Regions from separate parts of the Mus musculus genome. Here all the other regions are linked to region 4. The links are chromatin contacts, called in public HiChIP or PLAC-seq and promoter capture Hi-C maps. All regions are on one chromosome and are shown on one strand. Each heading gives the region's core, a stretch centred on a gene start, on an enhancer-like site or on the middle of the called end of the contact. The rest is flanking DNA. Distances are from core to core; before and after follow the strand shown. Region 1 overlaps Ftsj1 (FtsJ RNA methyltransferase homolog 1 (E. coli)). Region 2 holds the start of Pcsk1n (proprotein convertase subtilisin/kexin type 1 inhibitor). Region 3 holds the start of Timm17b (translocase of inner mitochondrial membrane 17b). Region 4 has its middle 22 kb from the start of Suv39h1.

What was found. Promoter capture Hi-C pulls out the DNA fragments that hold promoters and counts their contacts. HiChIP or PLAC-seq counts read pairs in DNA pulled down with a chosen protein or histone mark.
Region 1: an H3K27ac HiChIP or PLAC-seq map of embryonic stem cells shows a contact between it and region 4, with 3 times the contacts expected there. The contact joins two enhancer-like sites. A contact is called at or near these places in 2 of 39 promoter capture datasets (the HPC-7 cell line and pre-B cells), 1 of 115 datasets of contacts at active chromatin or transcription factors (embryonic stem cells) and 1 of 9 other capture datasets (liver).
Region 2: an H3K4me3 HiChIP or PLAC-seq map of embryonic stem cells shows a contact between it and region 4, with 5 times the contacts expected there. The contact joins the promoter of Pcsk1n here to the enhancer-like site in region 4. A contact is called at or near these places in 5 of 39 promoter capture datasets (the HPC-7 cell line, frontonasal cranial neural crest, hematopoietic stem and progenitor cells and 2 more), 2 of 484 Hi-C or Micro-C datasets (bone marrow-derived macrophages and embryonic fibroblasts), 11 of 115 datasets of contacts at active chromatin or transcription factors (effector CD8 T cells, embryonic forebrain, embryonic stem cells and 3 more) and 4 of 9 other capture datasets (adipose tissue, liver, macrophages and 1 more).
Region 3: a contact with region 4 is called in a promoter capture Hi-C map of embryonic stem cells. The contact joins the promoter of Timm17b here to the enhancer-like site in region 4. A contact is called at or near these places in 10 of 39 promoter capture datasets (the C10 cell line, the HPC-7 cell line, cranial neural crest and 7 more), 3 of 484 Hi-C or Micro-C datasets (bone marrow-derived macrophages, embryonic fibroblasts and nephron progenitors), 14 of 115 datasets of contacts at active chromatin or transcription factors (the SCID.adh cell line, T-cell acute lymphoblastic leukemia, embryonic stem cells and 6 more) and 4 of 9 other capture datasets (adipose tissue, liver, macrophages and 1 more).

What each region holds. Positions count from the first base shown.
Region 1 is chrX:8,236,859-8,242,525 of GRCm38.p6, forward strand. Ftsj1 (FtsJ RNA methyltransferase homolog 1 (E. coli)) reads right to left here. Exons shown (of 13, transcript NM_001290430.1): 13 at 1,810-3,972. Among named protein-coding and RNA genes, the nearest start is that of Ftsj1, 13 kb to the right of the region's middle. Within about 2 kb of position 2,178, at least 53 of the 459 cell types and tissues checked have an H3K27ac peak or open chromatin away from gene starts, as enhancers often do. A contact at or near this core is called in embryonic stem cells, where this site is marked.
Region 2 is chrX:7,916,883-7,923,032 of GRCm38.p6, forward strand. It overlaps Pcsk1n (proprotein convertase subtilisin/kexin type 1 inhibitor), which reads left to right and starts at 2,940. Exons shown (of 3, transcript NM_013892.3): 1 at 2,940-3,162; 2 at 5,166-5,632; 3 at 6,026-6,150. The coding sequence starts at 3,049.
Region 3 is chrX:7,895,468-7,900,844 of GRCm38.p6, forward strand. Timm17b (translocase of inner mitochondrial membrane 17b) reads left to right here and starts at 3,869. Exons shown (of 6, transcript NM_011591.5): 1 at 3,869-4,002. The coding sequence starts at 3,977. Pqbp1 (polyglutamine binding protein 1) reads right to left here and starts at 3,533. Exons shown (of 7, transcript NM_019478.4): 1 at 3,304-3,533; 2 at 3,084-3,169; 3 at 834-945; 4 at 526-638; 5 at 137-415. The coding sequence starts at 3,150.
Region 4 is chrX:8,049,626-8,055,022 of GRCm38.p6, forward strand. No RefSeq gene overlaps it. Among named protein-coding and RNA genes, the nearest start is that of Suv39h1, 22 kb to the right of the region's middle. Within about 2 kb of position 1,311, at least 8 of the 459 cell types and tissues checked have an H3K27ac peak or open chromatin away from gene starts, as enhancers often do. A contact at or near this core is called in embryonic stem cells, where this site is marked.

The DNA of each region.
Region 1 (5,667 bases), core at 928-3,427, 190 kb after region 4:
ACCAGACCAGTTCTGAGTTTTCACAATAAAAAACAAGTTGGGTAATCAGCACCACACAGCCAGAGGAGTCTGTTACAACCAAATGATTCATGCCTGCACTGTGTGCACAAAGCCCTGCCCCAGTGGCTAAGTGTCAGTCCTTTCTATGGCCTACAAGGGGCTGCAGCTATCCCACCTCCTTCTAAAATGTGGTATTTTCACTCACATTTAGTTTTGGCTAATTTCCATCCTTGTCTGCATATTGCTGCCTCCTCCTCGCTGTGCCCTTTCACCACAAGCACTCCCTGTCCTCTCTCCCCATCTTCTGTGTTACTTTCCCCACTCTCTGCCTTTCAAAGCTTTCCCCTTCTCATGGACACCTTTCCACTTCCACAGCCTTTGCCCACATTTACTCTGGCTTAGAGACACACACCTAATGCAAGCTAGGATCCACACAGGAGTGCAAAGGAGGCGGCATATTTGTCTTACTTGCCTTAGTGTTTTCCAGTGCCACCATATCTCTTGCAAATTTCATCTCTGGGGGCTGGCGAGATGGCTCAGCGATTAAGAGCACTGACTGCTCTTTGGAAGGTTCTGAGTTCAAATCCCAGCAACCACATGCTGGCTCACAACCACCCGTACTGAGATCTGATGCCCTCTTCTGGTGTGTCTGAAGACAGCTACAGTGTACTTACATATAATAAATCTTTGGGCTGGAGCGAGCAGAGGTCCTCAGTTCAATTCCCAGCAACCACAAGATGGTTCACAATCATCTGTACAGCTACAGTGTACTCATATACATAAAAATAAATAAATCTTAAAAAATTATCTCTCTTTACAGCTGAATAAAAATCTATTGTATAAATATACTACCATTTTCTTGCTATTATGAATACAGAGCAGCCCGAATATGGAGGGTGCACACCTTTAATCCCAGCACTTGGGAGACATGCAGGTGGAGCTCTGTGAGTTCGAGACCAGCCTGGTCCATAGATTGAATTCCAGGACAGCCAGGTCTGCACAGAGACTCTGTCTCAAGAAACCAAACAAAGGAAATACAAATGGCCAATAATCTTTCAGTTTGCTTGTTTTATTTTATTGAGACAGGATTTCTCTGTGTAGCATTGGCTGTCCTGAAACTTGCTCTGTAGACCAGGCTAGTCTCCAAATCACAGAGATCTGCAGGCTCCCAAGAGCTAGGCTTAACAGTGAGCCCTGCCACCACCCAGGTATTAACTCTATGTGAAGTATATAGCTGGCAAAAATTGTCTCCCACTGTATACAGAATGTCTGTTCACTCTGCTGGAGCACAGAAGCCCTTTAATTCTAAGTAATCCAATCTACCCAGTCTTTAAAGATGTATTTCACTTATATGTGTGTGTTTTTTCTGTCTGTTTTATATACTACATGTAATATCTGGTGCTCAAGGAGGTCAGAAGAAAGCATCAGACCTGGAGCTGGAGTTATGGGTGTTTTTCAGATACCTTGAGAGTGTTGGAAATTGAACCCAGGTCTTCTGCAAGAACAACAAATGCTCTTTTTTTTTTTTTTTTTTAAATTTTTATTTTTTTTATTTTATTTTTTTTAAGATTTATTTATTTATTATATGTAAGTACACTGTAGCTGTCCTCAGACACTCCAGAAGAGGGAGTCAGATCTCCTTACGGATGGTTGTGAGCCACCATGTGGTTGCTGGGATTTGAACTCCTGACCTTCAGAAGAGCAGTCGGGTGCTCTTACCCACTGAGCCATCTCACCAGCCCCAACAAATGCTCTTAAAGTGGAGCCATCTCTCCAGATTCTCAATTCTTGAGCTTTTTTTTTTTTTGTGCTATTGGGTTCCATTCAGGCATTTCTTGCTCCTCCTATAGGCCCTCTCTGATCTCATGTCGCACCACTGGTCCTCAGGTTGACTGTTCCAGCTCCATCCCTCATCTCTGCGTGCTGCTCATGGAATAGGGCAAGCACAAGGTTTCCCCTTCCTTTGCCTGGATCACTTGCCCCACCGATACAACTCCTAAGAGTCAAAGCCCAGAACAGGGACACTTGTGGAGCTCTTTCCCGGGCACTGCGGAGTTGCTGTGGCAATGGGTGTGGGCGTAGAAGCATCTGTGATTGAATGCCCTTCCTGTGGACCCTCCAGACATGCATTCCTGAGGTCAGATAGCCTGGGCTGTGGACATTCCTGTGGTCACATTGATTGGAATGAAAATCATCATCTTGGATTAAACCATTGTAGTGTGAACACCTCTAGACAGAGTGGGGTGCAGACATTCCGGGCATCACAGAGAGAGGCGTGGTCAGAGACCAAAGTGCAGGCGCACAGGAATACGAGGGTTTGTAAAGACATTGGATTAGGCCACAGAAGACGGCACCCTGTAGCTTAGGGCGTGCATGTCAGCTGCTGCCTGTCGGGCTCTAGGGAGACTAGAAAACAAGTCTCCCTCCCACACCCGCTTATACTGGTAGTGCTGGGCATACAATTCAAGGACTTGTACATGTTAGCTAAGCGTGAAGAAAAGACTGTCAACCTAAAAAACTTTGGTCTGGTAAAATCAGGCATCGCGAAACATGCCTTTAATGTGGACTTGGGAGGTACGGATGGGAGGGAGAATCTCTGTTTCTTTGTTTTTTTTTTTTTGTTTTTTTTTTGTTTTGTTTTTTTGTTTTTTGAGACAGGGTTTCTCTGTGTAGCCCTGGCTGTCCTGGAACTCACTTTGTAGACCAGGCTGGCCTCAAACTCAGAAATCTGCCTGCCGAGTACTGGGATTAAAGGCGTGCGCCACCACGCTCAGCTTGGATCTGTATTTCAATGTCATTCTTGGGTATACAGTGAGTTTGAGGCCAGCCTTGGCTACATGAGACCCTTTCTCAACAAAATAAAGCAAAACTAGAGCAAAAATTGTTTGAGAAATCCTTTGGAAATCTGGGATTATAGTACTACTACATTTGGCTTCACCTTTTGTTTTGCTTTGTTTTGTTTTTGAAAAGGGCCTAGCTATACTGTCCACATTGGCCTTGCAGTTCTAGGCTTGAGGGTTTTCATTTTAGGCACCCAAGTAGCTAGGACTATAGGTGGTGGTAGTACTACATCCAACTATCAGGCTTTGTGTGTGTGCTAGTGAAATTGGAACCCAGGGCCTTATGCATACGAGGCAAGGACCTACCTACCGCATCCGCATCCTCAGCCCATCACAGGACGTCTTTGAAGGCACACCTGCATATGCACACAAACACGTCTGAATGATGAGGAAAGCAGACTATGCTGAAATACAGTTATCACCTTACATTTGAATAAAACTGGAAGACAGTAGCTAGGTTTGGTGGCACAGGCCTGTAATCTCAGCACTCAGGGAACTGACACAGGAGGATTTTGAGTTTTAAGGGCGGTGTAGCCTATATGGGAGGATGTCTTACAAATACCTGCCCAGCCAATCACCCAATTGGGATGCGGTAATAGATGAGATGTCTAATTATAGGATTAATTTATAAAATCAACTATCATTCAAAGTGGTGAGAAATATGAGCAGTATTTCAGATGTCTGTGAACTGTCATATAAAAAAGTAAGCAACGTGCATATGTAGGGTTTTTCCTGTTTTGATTTATTGCCAATATTTGTTAACTGGGACTAAAGCTGAACTTCCGTCATAGTGACAACATTCACGCTTTCCTCCATCATGTTTGGTGGAGGTTGCTGACGTTTGACCATAGGAAGAACCAGTGCTTTGGGGGAATTCCTGGGCCTTCTAGGACATTCCAGGAGAGGTTTGGAGAAGAGGAATGTGCTCACAGTCTCAACAAATCCTTCCTGCAGTTCTGAGGACTTCTTCACCATTTCTTTGTCATGATGGAGGTGTTATAGATTCTCACTCTAGGTCGGTCTGTTCAGTCCCCATAGATGACATCTGCAAACAAACTCATCAAGCCAGCTTCTAGTTGTCTTGGCAGGCAGCAGCTTTTGGGCTGTATTAGTTTGATTTTTCCTGCAAACTCTAACATAAAGGGAAATGTATATATATATTTAAAAAAACCCACACGTGTCAAAGGTTAACTACAAGTAGTACTTCATTCTCATTGCTGTGTAGCTCCTCACTGTGACCAGGCAAGGACTGAACAGGAGGGCCATAGGCATTCAGGAACTAATTTGTTGGGCTGGAGAGGTGGCTCAGCGGTTAAGAGCACTGACTGCTCTTCCAGAGGTCCTGAGTTCAATTCTCAGCAACGACATGGTGGCTCACAACCACCTGTAATGGGGTCTGATTCTTCTGATGTGTCTGAAGAGAGCTACAGTGTACTCATGTACATAAAATAAATAAATAATATAAAAAGGGGAAAACCCCTCAATTTTAAAAGAACTAATTTGTCTAAAAATTTTCTTTTACAGTTATTTATTTTGTATACGTGTGCAAGTGCCGACAACAATGCTGGGGAGTCAGTTCTCCTTCTACTGTATGGGTTACAAGGATTAAACTGGTTGGCCATTGGGCTTGGCAGGGAGTCTTTTCCTTCTACTTCATCTCTGGATCCTTCCCCGGGCAAGCCCCATCACTGACATACAGCCCACCCGCTTTGGAGTTTGGTTTGTTTTTGTTTTGCTTAAGACGGGGTCTTACTATGTAGCCTAGGCTGGACTGTCGCTTATGTACTAGGGTCAAAGGCCTGTGTCACCACACCTGGCCTGCTTCAGTTTAAAAAAAAAGATTTTATTTATGTTCATTTTATGTGTATGACTGTCTTGCCTCCATACATGTATGTAAATGCATTTCATGTGTGCTTGGTAAATATGGAGGGCAGAAGAAAGCACCTGATATCCTGGAATCAGAATTACAGACAGTTGTGAGCTGCCATGTGGTGCTGGGCACTGCACCCTGATTGTCTGAATGGGCAGCAAGTGATCTTAACCACTGAGCTGTCTTTCTAATTAAGTTTTTTTTGTTTTTGAGATTACTTGTTTAATTATTTTATGTGCATGGGTGTTTTGCCTTGCATATCTGTGTACCATGTTGTGCCTGGTGCATTAGGTAGGTGTGAGCCCCTGGGTTTCATTCTGTAGCCCTGGTTGTCCTGAATTTACTATATAGACCAGGCTGGCCTTGAACTCAGAGATCCGCCTGCCTCTGCCACCTGGGTGCTGGGATCAAAGGTGTGTACCGCCATCCCTGGTCGGTGTCTCAATTTTTTGTTGGTTTTTATTTTTTAGTAGATTTATTTATTTATTTTTATATGAGTACACTGTAGCTGTCTTCAGACACACTAGAAGAGGGAATTGGATCCCATTACAGATGGTACTGAGCCACCATGTGGTTGCTGGGAATTGGACTCAGGACCTCTGGAAGAACAGTCAGTGCTCTCAACTGCTGAGCCATCTCTCCAGCTCATGTTTCAAATTTTTAAGGTGCCCTTTATACCAGAAGACTTAAATGTGGGTAACTTGCTAAGCCATGGTCAGAAAAGGATGTCTCCTAATGGCTAGACTAAGTCCACCCTACTACAGAGCAGCTGGCTTCTTCTATTTCAGGTAGTTTTAACCTTGAATTCTGCTGTGCCCTTTTCCCTGCAATGTTCTTCCCCTAGATAAACCCACAAGTCCCCACACCTCAATCCCCTCCATGGTTTCTTTACCTCAGAAAGGTCTTTTAGAAAACATGCTTGCTGGGCAGTGGTGGCACACGCCTTTAATCCCAGCA
Region 2 (6,150 bases), core at 1,690-4,189, 130 kb before region 4:
GACTAGATTATATAAGTAAAAGACATGGACACCAAGAGGTGGGGGAAATGGAAGCCATCTCAAGTGTGTGTCTGTTATATTGGTGTTTAATCCTCAGGTCCATAAAGAAATACACTTTTTTTTTTGTATGTGATTTGAGGCAGAGTCTCCTATGCAGTTCTGGCTGGCCTTGCTCTTATGTAAATCTAACTAGCCATAGACTTGCAACAGCACCAGTCCTTCTGCCTTGGCCTTCCAAGGGCTGGTATTACAGCTGTGTATGACCAAGCCAGACTTTCATAAAAGTAGCCAGGAAAGGATTTGCATTGTGTTGTCATCTGTGATCCTGGGAACATACAGACAAATCAACAGATCAGCTATCTATGCCTTAGACCACAGAGGTGCATCTTTCTTTTGCCCATTTTTTTCTTTTAGATAGGGTCTTGTATACATTCTAGGCTGTGCTGGAACTCACTATCCGCCAGCCTCAGCTCCCCAAGTGCTGGAATTACAGGAGTGCACCAGTGGACTGGCTCTTTGCTTCACTTTTATTATTTATTTTACTTGTTTTTAGTTTTTAGTTTTTGAGACAGGGTCTCTCTGCGTAGCACTGGCTGACCTGAAACTCTCTACGTAGACCAGGCTGGCCTTGAATTAACAGAACTTCCTGCTTCTACCTCCTGAGTGCTGGGATAAAAGGGGTATGCCACTATGCCTGGCTCTCCTTCACATTTAATCTATGCCATGTCATCATATGTTGTTTTAATTTCACTTTATTTTTTTTAGTTTTAATTCTCAATGAAAATATATAGATTTTTGCAGCAGCGTGTTCTAATCATAACTTTATTTTCCAGTAAAGGAAGATATAGCAACCACTGGTTCTGTATCCAGAACGACGCACTGTCAGCATTGCCCTCTCCAGGGTTTCCCCCTTTGGGATACACACACTGATTTTATCAGAATCCTCTGGGTTTGGTGCTGATGTTCAAATCCAGCTATAGAAATGCTTCACTAGTGAGCTACATTCCCAGTCTTTGATGGATCATTCCAGTGTTTTGGGTTCTTGTGGTTGTTGTTTGGCTGTTCTTTAAGAACATGGTTTCTCTTTGCAGCCCAGATTGCTTTGGAACGAACTTTCTTTCTTTCTTTCTTTCTTTCTTTCTTTCTTTCTTTCTTTCTTTCTTTCTTTCTTTCTTTCTTTCTTTCTTTTAACATACATTTATTTATTTGTTTGTTTATATGTGAGTACACTGTAGCTGTCTCCAGATGCACCAGTAGAGGGCATCAGATCTCATTACGGGTGGTTGTGAGCCACCATGCGGTTGCTGGAAATTGAACTCACGACCGTGCTCTTACCCACTGTGCCATCTCTCCAGCCCAGCTTTGGAACTTTCTATGTAGACCAGGTTGACCAGGAACTCAGCAGAGATCTGCCTGCTTCTGCCTTCTGAGTGCTGGGATTAAAGGCCAGTGATAGCACGCCCAGCTGATGGTTTATTTATTTGTTTTATTTCTATTTTTCTTGGTGAACTCCAAGCATGAACGTGCTCTACGAATAATCTCTATCCCGCTCTACCTCTCCTGATTGAGACATTATCTAGCTGCTAGATATCCTTGAACGCCCTGTGTGGCCCAAACTGACCTTAAACTTATGACCCTCCTGCCTCTGCCTCCTGGTACCAAGGAAGGTTACAGGAATGTGCCAACCATTCCTGGGTTGGGGACGTTTTGTCTCTTCCTATGGTGGTGGCATGGAACTCGTGTTTATGCTTTACCGCAGAGCTTGGGCTTCTCTCTCCAGCCCCCTTCCCTCTTGCCCCACTGGGGATTCGTGCTGGGCAAGACCCCTTTGATGGAGCTACCCACTCAAATCCCCCTTTTCACTTTTGATTTTGCGATAGGATCTCATTACATTGTACAGGCTGGCCTTAAACTATTTGTGTGTTTTTGCTGGTCTAGAGCCTGCTTTGTGTGGGGCACAGCATTTTATGACTTTAATCCCAGCCCTCAGGAGGCAGATCTGCACATCTCTGTCAATTCAAGGCTAGCCTAGATTACATAGTAAGTTCTTGGACAGCCACGGGGCTATGTAGAGAACTGTTCAAAGGAAAAAAGAAGGCTACATCATAGATGAGGGCTGCACTGCCACACCCAGTTTATGGGGTGCCCAGAATCAAACCTAGGGCTTTGTATATGCTAGGCAAAAACTGTACCAGATGAACTACATCCCTAGACTGTTGAACTAGATGTAGTCCAGACAGGCCTTGAAGTGGAGAACCTTCTTCTTTAGCCTCCCAAGTGGTTGGGGATGGCAAGCCTGTGCCACTAGGCCTGGCTCTTTCAACCTTTTGTTGTATCATTTAAAAAACATTTACATATTTGTTGTGTGTGAGTAGGGGTGCACAATTGCCACAGAATACCTGTGGAAACGAGAGCACAGTGAGAGAAATGAAATGAAGGGAGCATTTAGTAAGCTCCTACTTAATATCACGCCTGTAGATCTTTAAGTGTCATTCTGAGGTTGCAGTTGTTAGTAATAGCTTTATTCTGGCATGAGGCTAATCCATAGCAATATGAACTGAGCTGCCAGTGGCCATGTCATCTGGGTTCATTTCTCTGTGAACATCGTGGTCCACAGCATGCAGCCAGTAATTGTTTATCCATCAAACAAGAGTATAGTCTGTTGTCTCCCCAAGGACAGAGACCAGAGCCTGATTTCAGCCCACTGAGTCAATTTCCCTTGTCTGTCTGGTAATTCAACAGCAAGGTCTATTGCCCTAGCAACTGCCCTTATACTGCCATGGCAACCGCCAGTGCAGACTTCTGTTCTCCACTTTGCCCCTTGGACATCTCCATGGCGATGCGCAGGATGAAGAGAAGGCCAGAGCCCTAATTCTGCGCCTGCGTACAGTAGGAGACAGTGGGGCGGGAGTGGGGGGGACGGGGACGCGGGGAGGGGGCAGGCTCCTGGATGTGCGCAGCCGCAGAGCGCTGCTGCTGTGCCTAATACCCATCGCTGCGCACTTGACAGCCAGTCCGCCCGTCCGGAGCCCGGCTCGTTGGGGCAGCATGGCGGGGTCGCCGCTGCTCTGCGGGCCGCGGGCCGGGGGCGTCGGCATTTTGGTGCTGCTGCTCTTGGGCCTTCTGAGGCTGCCCCCCACCCTGTCAGCGAGGCCCGTGAAGGTGCGACCTCAGTCAGCAGGGGGTGGGGGTGGGGTGGGGAGGAAGATGGGGGAAAGTGTTAATGAGGTATTTTCACAGGTATGCGCATAGGGCTTGGCTAGGGTGACCTGGCCTGCAGCTGACAGCCCCGCGCAGGCCAGGGGCAGTTTCAGGATGTGAGGATGATGTTGTTCAGGGCGCCCTGCCCATCCCTCAGCATCTGGGGCCTGGTTTAATCTCGATCCACGGGTGGCCCGTGGAGCTGTCCGTGGCACTAGGGTGTATTCAGAAAAGATATCTAAGCCTGTGATGTGATGACCGAAGTGTATAGGCATTGTTTCTTTTCAGTGTGACCTTTGGTTTGACTGCCCCTGAATGCCCTACAATACTAGGGATGCTTCTGGTTGACTTTTTGCGGGCCTGGTTGCTTTCTTAGTGGTACAGTGTGTATATTTGTGAATTCTTATGGGTGGTGACGTAGTATATGGGCGTATCTTTCTGTGTACTTGTGTGTTTCTGTGTTCATTTGTTTTTATTTTAGAAGGAGTGGTCCTTGTACCTTGGGGTACATATTTCATGGTGGCTTGGGTAAACTGAGTACTTGGGTTCTTCTACGTGCATCCACGAGACAGTTTCCTTTTTTTTCTTCTTCTTCTTTGTGGAGCTGTGTCATTGCAGGGAAAGAAGCCATGATGTCTCTGCATTGTGTTTTTAAAGACGATGCATGTCCTTGGTTGGCTCAGGTAGAGTAACTGAAGATCATTTCGCCAACAGGAATGTACACACAGGCACGAAAAAAAGACCACTTCTCGCAGTGGATATGGCAGTGTTGGGTTAAAATGTGTGACATTTTAAGGGCTGTGTGTGTGTGTGTGTGTGTGTGTAGGGATTGCTGGTGGGTGATTTCCCCGGCGCTGAGAGTGGTGGGTGCTGATCAAGGGCACGTGGAGCAGCTTGCTCCTCTACCTCTTCAAAGCTGTTGAGAGATCAGAGGAGAATTTTTAAAACCATTTGATAGCCTCGCGCCCCCCATAGGCATTACCTTCTATTTTCCACCCATTGAGTCCGTTCTTTGCTTTGCAGCTCATCTTTAAACGACCCATTGTTTCATTCCTCCTGCTTCTGGAACATCCGAGAAATGCAATCAAGCTAGGCATCTGCTTCCTGATGGTCACTAGGGGTCACTAAGAAGTCCTTGGCTTTGATAGACTTAGGTCATCTGCAGTGGGATTCTAGAATTTGCCTTTGTGTGTGTGTGTGAGATTCATTTATATTGAAGTGTACAGTTATAGTTAATTTATTGGTGCGCATTATCATCTTCCATGTGTGTATCATGAGTATCCTACTAAGTCATTGTTTATTTCCGTGCTGTTCTTTCCTTCACCCCACCCCCTACTTTTATGCTGTTATAAAAATGCTGCTGTGATGTTTCAAGAATTTACATCCTGCAGGCTGACTGTAACACCCAACCCATTCTTCTCTTGAGACACAGGCAATTTCTCTTTCAAAATGATTTTTGCAAAATTTTGTTTTGTTTCTTGAGGTAGGATTTCTCTCTGTAGTCCAGGCTGCCCTGGAGCTCCCTTTGTAGAGGAGGCTGGCCTGAAACTCAGGGATCTGCCTGCGTAGGCTGGGAATTAAAGGCGTGAACTCTCCCACACCTGGCTTATTTTTGCAAGTTTAATTTCCAACAGAGAAATGTTATAGTGTTATTCCAAACCTGGCACCTGCCCCAACCCCCCCCCCAAAAAAAACGAAGAAGAGAAAAGAAACTAACGGTAACAGCATAGCATCCAGAGGATTCAGGACAAGTTTTGAGATTGTGTGAATCCTAGAGGTGTTCTAGTGGTCTGAAGTGCCCTTGGAGATATTTAGGGGTTTCCCGGGACCTTAGACACGATAGGAATTTTGGAGGGGCCCAGTGAATGAGGTGGTCATTGAAAATCCATGGAGCCCCACCCCTAGTTGTGCATCTCTGGCCAGACAATGACGATATTTTTTTCCTTCACCCCATCTTCTCACAGGAGCCCCGCAGTCTGAGCGCAGCATCCGCGCCCTTGGTTGAGACGAGCACTCCCCTCCGCTTGCGTCGGGCCGTGCCCCGAGGAGAGGCGGCGGGTGCGGTGCAGGAGCTGGCGCGGGCGCTGGCGCACCTGCTGGAGGCCGAGAGACAGGAACGCGCGCGTGCTGAGGCGCAGGAGGCTGAGGATCAGCAGGCGCGTGTCCTGGCGCAGCTGCTGCGCGCCTGGGGCTCTCCGCGTGCCTCGGACCCGCCCTTGGCCCCCGACGATGACCCGGACGCTCCAGCTGCACAGCTCGCCCGTGCTCTGCTCCGAGCTCGCCTAGACCCGGCCGCCCTGGCAGCCCAACTTGTCCCCGCCCCTGCCGCTGCGCCGCGACCCCGGCCCCCAGTGTATGATGATGGCCCCACTGGCCCAGACGTCGAGGATGCCGGCGACGAGACTCCTGACGTGGACCCTGAGCTGCTGAGGTGCGGGGACCAAGGGGGAGGGAGGGCAAGGGCAGAGGGCTTCATGCACTGGGGGTAAAATCACTACTAAAGTGCTGCGCTGGAGCCTGAGAAGTGAGGTCGCGGGTCCTGAGTACAAGGGGACGGAAGCCCAGGGACCCCTGACTGGTGGGACAATGCAGGAGTAAGGGCTCCCCGGAGTGGTGGTGGATCGGTTTCTGCAGGAAGTGGTCCTGGTGGTGGGCAGTTTCTGGAATGGAAGGCCGGGACCTCTGACTTCCTCGGAAAGTAGTGGTGAGTTCCGCAGGCTCGAGTGAGGGTTACAAGCCATACGGAATTAGAAAATTGCCTTGTCCGGGTTCTGAACCACAGCGATGGCAAATACATCCTGACCGCATTCCGCAATCCTTGCAGGTACTTGCTAGGGCGGATCCTCACCGGAAGTTCGGAGCCAGAGGCTGCTCCTGCCCCGCGCCGCCTCCGCCGATCTGTGGACCAGGATTTGGGTCCCGAGGTGCCCCCTGAGAACGTACTGGGGG
Region 3 (5,377 bases), core at 2,619-5,118, 150 kb before region 4:
GGTTTCTCTGTGTAGCCCTGGCTGTCCTGGAACTCACTCTGTAGACCAGGCTGGCCTCGAACTCAGAAATCCACCTCCCTCTGCCTCCCAAGAGCTGGGATTAAAGGCATGCACCACCTCGTCCGGCTGTGCTTACCTTTCTTGTTCTTGGGGTAAGGAGCCAGTTCCTCTCTGCGATGGTGGCGTCGGTCTTTGCCCTCTTCCCGGTCTGCCTTGTCAAATGCCCGCTCTCGTTCCCTGTCCCGATCTCTCTCTCTATCCACTTTGTCGTAGTTGCGCTCTCGTTCTCTGTCATTCTTCTCGTGGTTTCGGTCTGCCTTCTCGTGGCTCCTGTCTGGCTTCTCATGACTACGATCTGACTTCTCATGATTTCTGTCCACCTTTTCAAGATTCCGGTCCGACTTGTCCTCAGCATCTATGGTAACACACAAATCCTGAAGCCTCTCTCTTACACATATGGTCTCTCTTCAGCCTCTCTCCGAGACTGCAAGAATCACTAAAGCATCCCTGCATCTGCCAACTCACCTGCATTATTGTTCCTGACTTTCTTGGCGGATTTGGTAACGACAAAGTTAGGATCATGTGGTGAGAGCCACGACACAAGGTCTGTCTCCACATTCCAATAGTAAGGGAGTCCGCTGTGGGCAGTGAGAGGGAGGGAGTGTCAGCTCAGATGTCCCTTATACCACCTGTCACCTCAACCTGCGTCCAGATCTGCTTCATGGTCCCACATGCACATCTCGTCCCTCTCGACCCACAGTAAGAGAGAACACAGGAAGGGCAAGGCCACCATGTTGTCCATGAAGTCCATCCCACCATGTTGGTAGGCTCACCAAGAAGGGTCAAACACCTTGTACCAGCTCGGTGGCAGACCCTCTATCCGGGTGGCCTCATAGTCAACAGGATCATCATCGTAGTCTTCAGCAATAATCTCTTCCTCTGGCTCTGGAAGAATGGGGAAGGAGAAAAGCAGTTGAATTACCCGATAGTGATGGTGTGTGTGTGGGGGTTCTCCTCCTATTCTCAGGCATGGAGACATGACTGACCACTCACATCTACACCACCATGCAGGGAAGACAGAAGTACATGCTCAGCGTTGATAATCTTCAAAAATTTGATATCCAATCAATTCCTGAGTTCAGATACCATGTGGCATTGTATTATCCCAACGTATTTCAATGAAATGGCTTGGAACAGTAGGGGGGTTGCCTAAAATAATGGCTAATCTATCCATATCCTGAACTTCAATGGGTTTCTGGCTCATGAATATTGGATAACAAGGAATTGATGTAAACATTGCTTTGACTCTATTCCTAGGGGCGGATATACAGCAAGCTTGCAGCAGACATCTAGTGATAGTAGAATAAAGATGGTGTCTCTTATCAGCCCAGTGCCTGGCCATCAGTAAGCACATAACAGATTTAAGCTCTGGGTATAATTAACAATAAAATGCATGTGCCTACAACATCATAGTGACACCAAAAGAGATGTCAGGTATGATTGTCCATATTGCTAATAAACACTATCAGCAGTGGGCTCAGTACTCAAAAAGATTTAAAAGAAACACTAATGATATGGGGTTTGCCTGAAGCCCTGGATTCATATCCTAACACCCCCAAGAAAACAAATATCAGTGGTCATTATTAGTACTGTTAGGCACAAAGTCTATGTCTGGCACAAAGTAGTCTTGTAATAGATGTCAGTTGTCCATACAATAATATGATGTACTTTTCCAGTGCCTAGCACACCATATAGGTCAAAACTCATGCCCCACTTTATTACTATTGGCAATAATGTATAATTAGCACCTAGTAATACAGTAAATCTTATTAAGAGATCATCTTTTTTTTAAAGATTTATTTATTTATTTATTATATGTAAGTACACTGTAGCTGTCTTCAGACACTCCAGAAGAGGACATCAGATCTCATTACAGATGGTTGTGAGCCACCATGTGATTGCTGAGATTTGAACTCAGGACCTTCAGAAGAGCAGTCAGTGCTCTTAACTGCTGAGCCATCTCTCCAGCCCCCAGATCATCTTTTTTGACTGTTAGCATATCATACGTGCCAGGCACTTAGGCAGCCTTAAATAAATGTTAATGGTTATGGTGCCCATCACCCAAGTACCTCTGCTGAGGTAAACATAGAGCATCAGCATCCTGTCACTGTATTTGGCACATAGGAGACTGCAGGATAGATCAGATGCCTTTTTGGACCCTTAATCCTAGCATTAGGAAAGCGGAGACAGGCAGATCTTGATGAATGCAAAGCCAGCCTGATATACAGAATGGGTCCCAGGCCTGCCAGAAGTACAGAATGAGACCATGTCTCAAACATTAATTAGTTAAATACCATGCAGTCATGGGTTTATTTTACTTATTTTCTGATACACACACATATATATACACATATATACATGTGTACATACACACACAGACACATGTATATCTGGCCTAGAATTCAGTATGTAAACCAGGCTGTCTCCTGTGATCCCTTTTACCTGCCCCAGCCATGCTGGGGACTACAGATGAATGCCACCATACTTATGTCTATTTGTTTTTTATTTTTTGAAGACTGGGTCTTGCCAAATTGCCATGTCTGGCCTTGACCTCCTGGACTCAAGCCATGTTTGTAGCTCAGCCTCCTTAGTACCTGAGATATTTGTACCTGCCACCGTGTCCACTTGATTCATGACTTAAATTAAAGCTATCCCTCCAGCCTTACACTTCACACAGCACCCACCAACCACGAAGAAGTAATGAATATCAGAAAAAATTATATTGACAACGAGATGCCTGCCAGGCCATGCAAGATACCAAGTATCAAAACCAAGGTGCCAGTCAAGGAGATATACTTCAATAGAGCGCATCCAAGAGCTCTGGTCTAACCCCAGCAGTACAAGGGGGCGGGGGAAGATGCACACTAGGACGGCAGAAGATGGCAGAGCACTTACTTAGCAAACACCTAGGTTCGACAGGGGCGGGAGGGGGCGGAGAAAAGGGGGAATAAAGAATAGAATAAACAGCAGAACGTCTATTAACACTGGCACATGATAGATGCATCTGCTTTTAGTTTTCTCACCCGGCTCCAGATGTTTGAGGATGCCCCTCTTCGCCAAGCGGGTCTGCAGCGCAACAGGAAGCGGCATAGTGGGTAGCTGACCAGACCTAGAAACAGACAAGACAGTACTGAAGGGCAGATCTGATTAACATTTCAATCTGGATAGCCAGTAACCACGCGTGTGTTCACACACACACACACACACACACACACACACACACACACACACACACACACACACCTACGTAACTGCAACAGTAGCTGGAAGAGAACAAAAATGCGTGCTAAAAGATAAAAGAGATATGTAGCAATATGGCCAGAATTAGGATCAGCAGAACTCTCCGGACCCAGGCACTGGAGACCGGATGGACCAAAGACCCAGTTCCTCTCTAGACCAAGGCTCCACCCATCACCCAAGGGACCAAGTGCCACACACCCGCAACCCAGAAATGGGATCACCCAACGTTCCTCAAAGTCCGCACGGTGGGCGGAACCAAGGCGCTAGGATGGGGGAGATACAATGCCAACGCCATCTCCAGCTTTAAAAGAAAGCTTACACCCCAGCCTTACCAGTACAACTGTGCGATTAGTCAAAGTCTATCTCCTTACCCTCCTCTCCCTCATTGGCACAGTGCTTACCAACACCGAAGGGCTCTTGGTTTAAAGCACAACAGGCTCCTCGACTCTCCCCAGGTGCAATTAACTGGTCGCATCCGACGCTTACATGGAACGGATGTGGCCCTTCTGGCTAGCCAATAAGAGCGCGCCGTTGGCCTTACGTAAGCAGAGAAGAACCAATTGTTCCCTTGGTCTACGTACAGCGCCTCAGAGCTTGTGGGCGTTTCGGAGCGGGAGGGGGACGGGGGGAGTGTCTCGCCCGCGCCACCGACTGCGCCAGGCCGGACTCTGGCGCCATGGAGGAGTACGCTCGCGAACCTTGGTACGGCGATGGGCACAGGCTTCGGGACAGTCCGCGCGACGCTCAGGCGGACAACGGGAGGCGGGCGGGGAAGGCAGGGGCTGCAGTGTCAAGTCCCTGACCCGGGAGGCTCGGAAACTTCACTGCCTCTGCGCATCCGGCATGGCCCCTCCCACTCGGACTTCGTCAAAAAACCGCCACCGTGGAGTGTCCCAGTATGTGCGGTGTGGGACAAACTATCGCACTGTTGCCCTGGCTCTTCTCCTAGACCCCCTTTGTGAGCCAAAAGAGAAACGCTGGGCAGATCCATTCCGGCGGTGAGGGAGGAGAGGCGTGGAGCCAATATCCACAGGGTTTCTTCGTGTCGCTTTTCTCAGGCTGGCTTTTGACATAGGATAGGGCATGTGTGAACTCACTGTGGGCTAAGCCAGATGGCACCTGGCTTTTCCGCACGGTCTTTTGATTTGTCCGATTTAGGTTTTAAAAGGACACAAGGGTTTCTCTGGACGTGCTTTTTGTGTCGAACCGAGTGTCAGTCACCCTGTTTATATTTTACTTAAATAACGTTTGCTAGTTAACACTATTGAAGCCTGACACGACAACTCCCCCCCCCCCCTCCCAGACACGGTTACTCTGTGGTGTAGCCCTGGCTGTCCTGGAACTCACTCTGTAGTCTTGAACTAAGAAATCCTCCTGCCTCTGCCCCCCAAGTTCTGGGATTAAAGGCGTGAACCACCCCTGCCAGGCACATGACAACTCTTACTGATTTTTGATAGTAACAAAAACCATTTTGTTTTTGGCTCCTGGTTCTAGGATTTGAGGGACTCTGTTCTTCAAATCTAGTTTCACGTAGAACTCTCTGAGAATACTGTATTGTCAGAAACAGTCATAGGGGCTCAGTGGTAGAGTAGTTGATTTAAGCAAGAGACAGATTGTGGGGGACAGGGGACCTAGATTCCAAAGCCATTTGATTTTTGATAATGACAAAAACAGTTGTATTGACGCTTGCTTGTAATCAAGAGCACTGCTCTGCCAGTAGTAAACCCATCGTTGCAAGGCTATGTGGTGAGACACCTCCCCCATCCCAAATTGTTTTCTCACTTTTGTACCACAGATAGATTTACAAACCTTTTCTTTTGGGGTTTGTTTGTTTTGAGACAGTATCTCACTATAGAACCCTGGCTGGCCTCGAACTGACTAGACTAGGCTGACCTCTGACCTCAGAGTGCTGGTATTAAAAGGCACAAACTTTCTTTGTGGGACAGGGTCTCCATTTAGAGCCCAAGTTGGACTGCCAACTTGTGATCCTCCTGTCTCAGCCTTCCAAGTGTTGATCACAGGTGTGCAGAAACACATCTGGTTTTCCTTTCTGGCTTTCTGGGGAATATAAAAAGTG
Region 4 (5,397 bases), core at 61-2,560:
GGTGGTGGACTACAAGGGAGGTTAAAGTGTCTGAGAACCATCATTAAAAATAAGGGTTGAGGGCTGGAGAGATGGCTCAGCAGTTAAGAACACTGACTTGAGTTCAATTCCCAGCAATCACATGGTGGCTCACGACCATTTATAGTGAGATCTATTACCCTCTTCTAGTGTGCAAGCATACATGCATACAGAACATTGTATATATAATAAATAAATATGTCTTTAAAAAAATAAGGGTTGAAGTTACAGATTTGAGAAAATGCCTCTAGAAGATCAGAGTGTAAGTAAATTGATAGGGCATTTTCTTTTTTCTTTTCTTTCTTTCTTTCTTTTTTTTTTTTTTTTTGGTTTTTTGAGACAGGGTTTCTCTGTGTAGCCCTGGCTGTCCTGGAACTCACTTTGTAGACCAGGCTGGCCTTGAACTCAGAAATCCGCCTGCCTCTGCCTCCCAAGTGCTGGGATCAAAGGCGTGCGCCACCACCACCACCACCGGCGATAGGACATTTTCTTAATTAAGAAATTAATTAATGATTAATGAGGGAGGGCTCACTGTTAGTGGGGACATTCTTCGGCTACTGGTCCTGGGTTTATAAGAAAGCAGTCTGAGCAACAGTAAGCAGTAAGGAGCAAGCTAGTAAGCAGCACCTCTCCATGGCTTCTACATCAGCTCTTGCCCAGTTTGAGTTCCTGTCCTGACTTCCTTCAATGATGAGCAGTGATGTGGAAGTGTAAGTCAAACCCTTTCCTCCCAAAGTTGCTTTTGGTCATGGTGTTTCATCAGAGTAATAGTAATTCCAACTAAGATAGACAGTATCCTAGAACTGGGGTACTCTTAGCTCCTTATGAGTATATATCCCAAAATTTTAAGTTGCTTTAATCATTCTGTGTTTTTTATCAAGATGTGGGGACTGTAATGTTGTGGGGTTTTGTTTCATGATAATGTGGTATACCATACTACTTGAAGTTTGTTAAATTTGGGGGGGACTAGGGAGTCTAGGCTCTGGGGTTCATCTCTGTGGCAATTTGAATAAAAATGGCCCCCATGTGCCCATAGGGAGTGGCACTACTAAGAGGTGTGGTTTTGTTAGAGTAGGTGTGTAGCATAGTAATTCTGGGGGCTTGTCTTCCCCACTTTTGCTCTGGAGTAAGGATGGGGTTTTAGTGCACGTGCTCTAGCCCATTTTAGCTCCTGAATAAATGACACAGGAACGTAATAAATTTATTAACAAGCTGTAGGCACTCTGCTGGGCAGATTCTCCTCTATTCTAATCCTCTGAGGCTGCCTACTTCCCAGCCACATGGCCCTTTACCCACATCGGAGGCTTTCCCCACCTTGCTCTATTCCCTGTGTCCTCATGGCTGCTCTCTCATTGCACCTCAAGGTGAGTTCAACTTGTCCCTCTTTCTCTTCTTCCTCTCTCCTTTCTCTTCCTTCCCCCCTCTTTTGGCTTGGGACCCCCAGACTGGGATGGGATGTCCTGCCCAGCTATAAGCAAAATCACCTCTTTATTAATCAATACGAGCTGTGGAAAAGAATCTTTACACATTCCTGAGACTGGAGATGCTCCAAATAGCATGACAATGCTCATCTCTGGACTGCCCGGGGAGCTCTGTGCACAGCAATCAGCATCTGAATACACAGTGCACAAACCACCACCCAATATAGGTGTGGCATCTTGGGTGAAGATGTTGCTGTAGGGGCAAGTTTTGAGGTCTCAAATGCTTTTTTTTGTTTGTTTGTTTGTTTTTGTTTTTGTTTTTGTTTTGTTTTGTTTTGTTTTTTTCGAGACAGGGTTTCTCTGTGTAGCCCTGGCTGTCCTGGAACTCACTCTGTAGACCAGGCTGGCCTCGAACTCAGAAATCCACCTGCCTCTGCCTCTCAAGTGCTGGGATTAAAGGTGTGCGCCACCACGCCCAGCAAGTGCTCAAACTTTGATAAGGTTGTAGAACTCTCCCCTCAGCTCCTCTAGTACCACATCTGCCAAACGCCGGCCACCATGCTTCCTGCCATATGGACTAAACTCTTGAAACTGTAAGTCAGCCCCAATCTTTTCCTTTATAAAAGCTCCTTTATAAAAGTTTATAAATGTGGAGGCTGGAGAGAAGGCTTAGAGGTTAAGAGCACTGATTGCTCTTCCAGAGGTCCTGAGTTTAATTCCCAGCAACCACATGGTGGCTCACAACCATCTGTAATGGGATCTGATGCCCTCTTCTGGTGTGTCTGAAGACAGCCACAGTGTAGTTCTATATCTATATAAAATAAAATCTTTTTTTTTTTTTTTTTTGGTTTCTCGAGACAGGGTTTCTCTGTATAGCCCTGGCTGTCCTGGAACTCACTCTGTAGACCAGGCTGGCCTCGTCTAAAGGCATGCGCCACCATCGCCAGCTTAAAATAAATCTTAAAAAAACAAAAGAAAACAGTCCTTTCCTTGTACCTTGCCTTTGGTGACTAGTGCTGTCCCTTTGGCCCCTGCTATTCTTGGGGTCTAACTAGAAAAACAAACCTTTGATGGTATTAAGAAGAGTATGTCTTCAGAGCTCTGCCTTGTGGAGGACTAGAGTTCTTTGGTTTTATTTGTTTGTTTTTAAGACAGGGTTTCTCTGTATAACTACCCTGGCTTTCCTGGAAGACTGGCTTTGTAGACTAGGCTGGCCTTGGGCTCGCAGAGTTCCACCTCCTGAGTGCTGAGATTAAGCCTCCACACCCGTAGAGGACTAGGTTTTAAACAACAAAGCCACTTCCAACACTTCAATTTATTTGAGCCTTAGAATCCTTTTCTCAACACTTAGTCAAAAGATACCAAGCTCCTCCAGTTCCTCCTCAGTAGGCTATCATCTCTGGGCCAACCAATCAAATCAACTCTTGGCACCTTTTAATACTGAGCTTCGATATTAAACCTAGAATCTCTGCATAGAGGGCCCATACTGATAAACTCAGCCTGATCCAGGTTCATGTTCTGTCCACCATTACCTATGCTCAGACCGCTGCTTGAATGAAATTAGCAAATCTCTTAAGTTCTTTCTTGGTGTCCTCCACCTCCCTGAGGACCTCACTTTCTCACATCTAGGCCCTTGTTACAGGTCTAGAGGCAGTGGTGAACAAAACATAGAGACATCTGCCTGATTGTCTCCTTCAAGGAAAGTCACTCCTGGCTCCATTGGGGCGGGGGGTGCAGTGGAGAGGAAAGGCCATATACATCCTCTGCTTGGGTCTGTTTTTCAGCAACTTGGGCTCTGTGGCAGCTGGAGAGATTTTTTCTTCCAGGACTCACTTTCTGATTGTTTCTGTGCATCTTGAGTTGGCTACTTTTATCAGTGAGCTCATTGTTTTCCTCTGTATTTTATCCAGAGACACCAGCATCAATATTGTCTTTGCCTTCCTAGGAAGTCTTTGCTCTGAGGAGGTCTATCAGGAATATCAAAGGATTTACTTTGCATAGCCTCGCCCTCTCCATGTTCTGCAGGGAAGGTTCCTTGAGTTGGAGAAAGAGCTCTAGATACCACAGCACCCACTAGAGAAATTCATCTTCAGGATTCTGTTTCTCCAGAACTTCTGGTACTGAAACCTGATGTTTCAGGGCTTCTCTAGGGAATTGAACCAACAGAATGAATCTGTATTTTAGAAGAGATTGTCTTGTCTTAGCATGCATATACATGCATTCTCCCTCCCACTACACACACACACACACACACACACACACACACACACACATACACATACACACACCAGCAGCACGGTCTTGTAGCAGTTAAATGACTGAGGAGGGAGGGAGGGAGGCAAGCTTTTTGGTTTTGCCCCTTGATCTTCACTCTTGTGGGCATATCTATCTCCACCTCTGCCCCTGCTGTTGACTTTGCTGATAGTTAGGTCGAACCAGCCTTAGTTAGGTCGAACCAACCTTTTCAAGTTTCCCGTACAGACCGAAGACTAGCAGCTCTTCCAGAATCTTCCAGGCCTTCAGTGCCAAACTGGGACTACTGAGATATGGCAGCCTCGTGGACTGAGCAGCTGCTAGATTCTGTCTCTCTGGAGTGATACAGCCATCATCAAACCAAGTCATAAGCCAATCTAATTTTGTTTCGTTTTCTTTCTTGGACAGGGTTTCTCTATGTATTCCTGGCTGTCCTTCCTCCAGTGCGCTATGTAGACTAGACTAGTCTGGAACCTACAGAGATCTTCCTGTCCCTGCCTCCAGAACAGCCCAATGAGTCCCATTTGAATGCATATTCATTCTGTTCTTGTAGAGAACCCCACAGGGCTCCACCGTCCTGAACGCTCTCTTGTCAGATCTCTCTTCTCTGACTCGGTTATTTTGAGGTTTTTTTTTTTCTTCTTTGCCTTTTTTTCTCCTTTTGCTGCTCTACAGATAGAACCCAAAACCAGGCTGGAAGCAGGCTATTATAAAACAAGACTACAGCCGGGTGGTGGTGGTGCATGCCTTTAATCCCAGCACTTGGGAGGCAGAGGCAGGTGGATTTCTGAGTTCCAGGCCAGCCTGGTCTACAAAGTGAGTTCCAAGACAGCCAGGACTATACAAAGAAACTCTGTCTCGAAAACAAACAAAACAAAAACAAACACAAGACTACTTCATGTCTTCGCACTTTCTGGACACAGGCACACAGCCAGTTCCCTCTCTACTTTTTGCTGCTGCTGCTGCATTTTGTCAGCCAGGTGCCTCCACCAGTATGCCAGTGTCCCATACTGTTCATAACCTCCGGCCATCAGAATTGTGAGCTGAAAAGACCTGTTTTCTGTATAAAGTACCCTGCCTCCAACATTTTGTTACAAAAACGAAATAGAACAAGACAGTGCGTTCATTTATCAAGGGGTAAGGTATCCTTTGTTTAATCAATTGCCCTAGCTTGCAAAGTATCTGCTTGTGTGGCTCTAAGATTGTGTGTGGCTTCTTATTGCAGAAGTAGGAAATGAACACGCTGTTCTGGGTTTCAATGTGTCTACATGACTGGTAGTATAGATCTACAGACACTGTGAGCTCAGCTACACACTGTGTTTCCAGTGGTGAAGCTACACTCTCTGCGCATGGGTGTGGGTGAGACTGAGAGGGTTTTGAATGTTTTATGGGTACCCTAGAATTTGTGATCTCTAAACAATTGGTATGCACATATCACAGTATGAAAAGCTTCTAAGCTGAGTTATGTGTGTGAGGGTAATATTATAGTAAATGAGCTATTTTAATTTGGGGGGATTATATCCAAATTGTTTAGTCTCATTTAAGGGAGGCATTTTATTCCTTTTATTATTTATTCATTTTTGATTTTTTTCCAGACAGGGTTTCTCTGTGTAGCCCTGGCTGTCCTGGAACTCACTTTGTAAACCAGGCTGGCCTCGAACTCACAAATCACAGAGATTCGCGTGCCTCTACCTCTGGAGGATTG